Linked DNA regions of Zea mays: region 2 is linked to region 1. A link is a contact called in public Hi-C data. All regions are on one chromosome and are shown on one strand. Each heading gives the region's core, a stretch centred on a gene start, on an enhancer-like site or on the middle of the called end of the contact. The rest is flanking DNA. Distances are from core to core; before and after follow the strand shown.

Region 1 (3,689 bases), core at 739-3,238:
GCATGCATGGTGCAACTGGGCGTTCTTTTTTTTTCTTTCTTTACACATCTCATATCGACCACGTTACGTTCTGCTACAAGGTAAGGTATTACGTAGTAGTAGAAGCTAGAAGACGATCGGTCGAGCTTTCCTCCTCTGATCCCCACCCCTGCAGGCCACGTGTCTCAGCCCCCTCAGCACACCGCGTGACGTGGCACCACCCTCGCCTCCAGCGGTGCAGCCATCTCACACGACAGCCTCAGCACTTCGGATAGGTCGACGCCGCCGCCGCGTGGCTCGTCGGACGGCGGCAGCCATTTGAACTCGTACAGCAGGGTGGCGACCCAGAATCCGACGGTAGCCACCGCGAGTGACTTGCCGGGGCAGCTCCGCCTGCCGGACCCGAAAGGCGCGAGCCGGAGATCCGAACCCATTATCGGGACGTCCTCGGCGGCAGGGCCCATGAACCTCTCGGGCCTGAACTCCATTGGCTCAGGCCACAGGCTGGGGTCATGGGTTATGGCCCACATGTTCACCATGGCGGTGGTGCCCGCGGGCACAAGGTACCCGCCTACGTGCACGTCTGAGGTGGCGAGGCGCGCCCAGGAGAGCAGTGGGCCTGGCGGGTGCAGGCGTAGCACTTCCTTGATGACCGCCTGGAGGTAGGGCAGCGAGGCCGTGTCCGACTCCGTCACGGCCTGGCCCAGCCCGACCACCCGGTCCAGCTCCTCCTGGACCTTGCTCTGCACGTCCTGGTGCAGCACCAGACGGGCCAGCACCCACTCGATCAGGACTGCCACCGTGTCCGTGCCTCGGAAGATCATCTCCTGCGAGGTGTGCGATCACAAGTTAAAGGCGCGTTCGCCTTATCGGTCTTTCTTTCTTTTCTTTTCCCTGCTGATAGTTGAAGAGCGAGCAGGGTGGGTGCAACGTGCATACGTACCCACAGAACGGCGATCATGTCGGCGTCGGAGAGCTTGTCGTCGCCCTGGAGGGAGAGCAGGACGTCCGTGAAGTCCATGACGGCGGTGTCGACGCCGCGGCCGAGGCGGGCACGGTGCTCGCCGATGATGTTGCCAACGAAGCGGTTCACCCGCGGGACGAGCGCGCAGCACCTGGCCCGGGTCTTCTGCAGGTCGAAGCGGGCGAGCCACGGGAGGTGGTCGGACCAGTTGAGCTGCCCAAGCAGGTCGTAGCCTTCGTCTACCAGGGCCTTGAGCTCCTCGGCCTCCCGGCTGTCCGCCATCAGGTCGTACCTGCGGCCGAACACCGACCACATGACGTTGTGCAGCGACGCGCGCTTCAGGAACCGGCGCGCCACGACGACGGGGGCGTGGGCCGCGGCGGTCGTCGTGGCGTCCACCATCTGGCGCGCGATGGCCGCGCGCTGCGCCGCGGAGGCCGCGATCTGGCGCGGCGAGAAGAGGTGCGCGGACGCGACGCGCCGGAGCGCGCGCCAGTAGGCGCCGTGCGGGGCAAAGCCGATGGCGCGGTGGAACAGGAGCCCGTACGCGGACTCCTTGACGGGGCGGTCGGCGAAGGCGGCGCTGGCGAGCAGCTCCCGCGCGACGTCGGGGTCGGCGGTGACCACCACCCGGGTCTCGCCAAGCGAGAACGCCATGAGGCGGCGCCTGCTGGCCTGTCTCTCGGCCGCCGCCGAGAGCTTGCGGTGCGCCAGGCCGGTCATCAGGCCCATGCTGCCGACCACCGGCAGGCCCCGGGGTCCCGGGATGGCGGCACGGACGATGCCCAGCCCGGCCCGCCTGGTCCACCAGTACCACCCCCAGGCGGGGCCGCCCGGGGACGCCCAGTGCAGGAGCGACGTGACTACGCAGGCCGCGACGAAGACCGCGGCGAAGCCGAGCAGGCGCTGAGGGTCGCCGCATTTGGCGGCCAGGGAAAGGTACAGCAGCCAGCCGCAGTCCTCTGTTGGCGGCGCCATGGCTAACTAACCTTTTTTTTTGTGTGTGTGTCGATTGGATGCACTACTACTACTACTCCCGATTCGGGACACAGGAAAGGAGGTGGTCGTTTCCTTCTCGTGTGGAAGTGGGAAGACCGGAGGCCGCCTTGTTCAAGTCTTCGGAGGACTGGAAATGGCGGCCCCTTGAATTTATAGCTGCGGCAGAGCGCAGACGTTGACGCGGTGTGTGCTTATAGCTGCTAAAAGTAGTTAACTGACCATAAACACACAAACAGGGGAGGATTTCTTTTAAGGCAAGGCAATAATGGCGGGAGCAAGCTACTATACTAATGTTTTAAGACCACTCTTAGGGCCAGTTTGAAAACAACTTTTTACCGCGGGATTTTTATTTTCCCAGGAGAATTTAGTTCATTTTCCCTTAGAAAATATGAATCCCTTGGTAAAATATAGTTCTCAAGCTAGCCCTTAATATAAAATAAACTATAAAAAAATATATATTGATCAAAGAGATATGATATTTTTTATATATTCGAAGAGAGTTTTACAAGATATAGATATGCTGGAAACTAGATAGGGAACCCTCACTAAATACGGGCTAGCAACAGTGGCACTAGACTGACGACGACGACGACGTGAAACACGTCGACGATATTTCTACCGGGCCACAGTGGTGCTTGGGGTGGTGCGATGGCCATCTAGCAAGGGGTGCACAACATGTAGGATGGCACAGAGAGACGCGTGGAGCCTGCGAGCTCTGGCAGGGCCTAAGTCGGTGTCGCCCGCACATGACCGTCGTGCCTTTAGCGTGGTTCTTCTGTTGGTAAAGAAAGTAGGTAGACGACGAAGGGCCAGGAGCACCTGATCCTGTTGTACCCGTGCACACGGGTATATGCAGTTGAATACCTACCCACACAAATACATATACCATATTTCTTAAATTTAAACTTGATTGTAGATAGTTTAGCTGTATGTACGTACGTATGTACGTACGTACGTATGTATGTATGTATGTATGTATGTATGTATGTATGTATGTATGTATGTATGTATGTATGTATGCTGGTCCGGGTGGTTCGGTAAGAGCTCACAGTATTTATTCACAAGAGCTCGTTTCATAGTAACTTGGTTAACTCGCACTAACATTTTTATAATCAAGTTTGTGGCTATTTAGTGTTTGATTTTACAGGATCACCTATTCACCCCCCTCTAGGTGCTCTCAATTGGTACCAGAGTCAAACTCTTCATCTAAGGGACTAACCGCCCGAAGAGATAGATCCTAAGGGTAAGGGGATGGTGGTCAACGACAAGGAGTCCCTCTTCAACGAACCAAGAGACGACAAGCCTACTGACTCAGGCTCGAGTCACAAGAAGAGGGATGGGAAGAAAAAGAGGCGCATCAAGAAGATCATATACTATGAAAGCGACGTTTTCTCTTCTTCACCAAGGGATGATGACGACGACGACGACTCATCCAAAAGAAAGACGGTTAATCAAAACTACTCTTTTGACTATTCTCGCATTCCTTATAATTCAAATGCGCATCTACTATCAATTCCCCTAGGAAAACCCCACACTTTGATGGAGAGGACTATTCTTTTTGGAGTCATAAAATGCGTAGTCATTTATTCTCCCTCTATCCTAGCATTTGGAAAATTGTTGAGAATGAGATGCATTTTGATAGTACTGATAATCCTGTGCTTATAAATGAACAAATTCATAAAAATGCCCAAGCTACTACTGTTTTGCTAGCATCTCTTTGCAGGGATGAGTACAATAAAGTGAGTGG
Region 2 (3,714 bases), core at 1,153-3,652, 170 kb after region 1:
AAAACCCTCGGTAAAAGAAAACACTCGGCGAAGAAGCTCTTTGCCGAGTGTTTTATTTTTGACACTCGGCAAAGAGTTTCTTTGCCGAGTGTCTTTTTTTGACACTCGGCAAAGGGCTCTTTGCCGAGTGTCACAAATACAACACTCGGCAAAGAGCTCTTGCCGAGTGTTTTTTCTCCAACACTAGGCAAAGACAATTTAAAAATCACATTTTAAAGTAGTAAATTAATTCAAATAAAAAAGTTTTCAACTACAAATTTGTATAACTCATCATGATGTACAATTTATATATTGAACATTTCTTCATATGACAAAATAAAAAAAAATTGTTCATAAAACCTATATCTCTCTCGTAGTTTATGAAACTACGAGAGAGACGTATAGAATTTGTGCATATTATTAGAACCATCATTTGAGATAAACAAATTACCAAACAACCAAAATAAACTTTGTAGATCTTGAGAAGTTATAGAAGTTTATAGTTGACAACTTTTTCATTTGAAGTCATATTGTCAACGAAAACTACGTCTGAATTTAGAAAATTTAAAATTTGAATTTTGAAAACGACTTCGAAAGGAAAAACCACCAACATGAAAGTTGTAGGTATTGAAGAGTTATGAAACTTTGTAGTTGACAATGTTTTAGTTTGAAATCATCTTGTTATGCAAAACTATGTTTGAATTTTGAAATTTGAATTTTTCAAACTGTCTCGGATGGAAAAACCACCAAAATAAAAGTTGTAGGTCTTGAAATGTAATGAAACTTTGTAGTTGACAATTTTTTGATTTAAAATCATCTTATCATTGAAAATTTCGTGTGACGTTTTTAAATTTAAAATTCAAATTTTATAAACGGTCTCGGATGTAGAAACTATTAAAATAAACTTTTAGATCTCAAAAAGTTATGCAACTTTATAGTTGGTCACATTTTTAAATGAACTCAATTAGTGCCTTAAAAAATCAAATTACTCTCGATTTGTTATAAACGTAATATAAACATAATTGGTGTAGTAGTGTAGTGGTATAGGATGGTATGCGCGAGAGAGAGGTTGCGAGTTCGAATCTCACCAGTTACAAAACATATAAGTTTGATTCAAAATAATAGTGAAAAATGATAGGGCAACGGGTAAGGTAATAGGGGAGGGTTGGAGAGTTGTTCCTAGAATTTAAAAAATGTTTTACTGTTTTTTTTAAATTTTTTCGATTCTTAATTTGCCGAGTGTTTTTCTTTGCCGAGTGCTTTTTGACACTCGGCAAAGTCTTTGCCGAGTGTCCGAAAAAAGCACTCGGCAAAGAACCTTTTGCCGATGAAATCTTTGCCGAGTGTTCTTTGCCGAGTGTTACACTCGGCAAAGCCTTTGCCGAGTGTAAAATAGCCTTTGCCGAGTGTCTTAGACACTCGGCAAAGAACGCGATTCCGGTAGTGAAGATGCGGCTTTGATTACCATATGAAAATATACTAGCATGCTACCTCTATCGGAAGGCTGTGATTAATACAAAAGTTCATGTTGATTACAATCACTATACTATTTCTTCAACCTTTCATCTAAAGAAAAAAAAGATATATTATGTTTAACACTCTAAGTTTTCCATCTGTATAAATAGAAAAGTTCGATTAGATTATTATTAATGCAACAAATTTTGTCTGAGGAAGATGTTTTTAACGTGAATTATATATAGTTGCATATATGCATGTCAGCTAGGGGTACACATACAAGCCCACAAGCCTAGGGGTAGATACAAGCCCACAAGCTCAGGCCACCGAGTCCGTGGAACGGTGACATGATCTATATATCTTTATTTATATTTATTGTTTTTAGACCAAAATATATTGAAAGATGTAACAGATCGATCCGGGACGTGATCGAATCCTGGATCCGCACTCCATGCCAGCCATTGAATATTGCTGCTAAAGAACTAGAGAAGGTTCCACGTGAGGCTAATAAACGGACATACTGTACTCGCATTGCATACAAATAAAGTTGTCTGCATCCGTTGCTAGCTGGCCTGGCCAGGCCAGGCCTTATCTCCAGTGTGTGTGTGTGGTGCTTGTACCGCACGTACGAGAATACTACATGAAAACATATATAATGGTGGTCCTTGAAGCTAAAGAGAATTAAAGTTGTTCCGTCCCTGGTGCATCTGGATCGTCGTTGCACTGGCTGCTCTTTTGTGAATGATGATCGATACGATGAAAACCGACGAGAGCGTAAGGTCGCTACGCGTGTCTCTGTATGTCGTCGTCCCACCAGTGCAAAAACCGTGGGCGCTGCCTGTTTCTGCCCACTCGCCGCCATCCACTCGATCTGTACGATGATAAATTCTAGATTCTAGATGCCAGCACAACAGACTGGCGGTAGACCTGCTACTACCGCACCACCAAACAGATGGCACTACAGTACCCATCTCATCGAGGCTACCTGGACCTCCAGCAAGCAAAAACGGGTAGGATGCAAGGACCCACCTAGCGGTTTTATAGCAAATAAAGCCCATAATTTTAGGCCCAGTGGACTCCCAGGGCCTACTCAAAATATGGCCGCCTCCGCCCTTGGGTGTGCTGGAAAAACAGGATTTGGAGACTTCCACGAAACAAAGTAGCTCTTGACCTAGTAGACCATAAAGATGCATACATACGATATCTAATTTATTAAATCGATCGGGCCTGTTTCCAAACAAGGTTAACCCGAGTTAAGAACTGTATTTCTACATGTGATATGTATTGGGATTGTAATGGCCTTTAAATTTTATACTACGAAAAGGATCGGATTATATTAGAATTGAGCTTTATTTCTATTCATTTTTAAACTAAAATTCATTAATAGCCCAAATGAATCACGAATAAACATTTACGATTGTTTGGTTTGCTGCCTCACTAGCCACAATTTACCACATCTAAGGTTAGGCACCTTTGACTATGTGACATAAAAATGTGTGGCAATTTTTGGCACTTTAGATACAGAACCAAACACGTCTTTAGATCGTGATCTATTACCACCCCTAGATATGCAAGAGTTTTGATACTTTAGGCTTCCTCGTCGGAAGAAAATGGTTGTGGCTCTGTTGGAACTTGCTAACTCGTGGTCAGCCAAGCTAAAACAGTGGGAGAATGGGAAATGGTTTGATGCAAGTAAATGCAATGTATTAGGACAACAATGTTTTTCTCCGTCCCCGCAATGGTACAGTACGGGGGTATTTATATGTAACCGAGGGTCGGCCCTGCCCCGCCAAAGACGATTACACCCACACTTACCTACATTATCCTCGGAATATTCCCCCTTGGAGGGTTATGGCGGGTCATATAGCGTAATCAATTACAAACATGGGTTGACCTATTACCAGCCCTGCATGCGTAGCGGCCTATGGTCAGGATCCTGTAACATGTGCCGACTATACACGGGCCCCCTATTACACTGTGGTAGATTACAATGCGGTCTTCGCAGTCCTCATTGTTTAGTCTCCGGAGTCCAAGATGGTCTTTGCCCTGGCCTGTCCGAGCGAAGGTAGCACCTGAGTCTTCGCACGCGCGTTCTCCCTATGCACTTCTTAGTGTGGCTCAATCTTCAGGCCTTCGAGGTCTCCAGTCTTGAATCCTCTAGCACTAGCTTCTCGAGCGAGGGGGGCGTTACACCTTCGCCCCAACATTTGCCCTCCGAGGGGCCAGTTTGACTAAGTCATCTGGTGCCGAAGTCTGTCGTAAGATGGTGAAAATGCTGCC

The links. A called contact is a pair of places that touch in the nucleus more often than the background predicts.
Region 2: a Hi-C map of tassel shows a contact between it and region 1, with 4 times the contacts expected there. The contact joins the enhancer-like site here to the promoter of LOC100274430 in region 1. A contact is called at or near these places in 2 of 25 Hi-C or Micro-C datasets (ear and tassel).

What each region holds. Positions count from the first base shown.
Region 1 is chr4:222,597,623-222,601,311 of Zm-B73-REFERENCE-NAM-5.0, forward strand. It overlaps LOC100274430 (putative cytochrome P450 superfamily protein), which reads right to left and starts at 1,989. Exons shown (of 2, transcript NM_001148789.1): 1 at 923-1,989; 2 at 1-806. The coding sequence starts at 1,921. The coding sequence ends at 174.
Region 2 is chr4:222,765,944-222,769,657 of Zm-B73-REFERENCE-NAM-5.0, forward strand. No RefSeq gene overlaps it. Among protein-coding and RNA genes, the nearest start is that of LOC103655927, 32 kb to the right of the region's middle. Within about 2 kb of position 2,403, at least 17 of the 20 cell types and tissues checked have an H3K27ac peak or open chromatin away from gene starts, as enhancers often do. A contact at or near this core is called in ear and tassel, where this site is marked.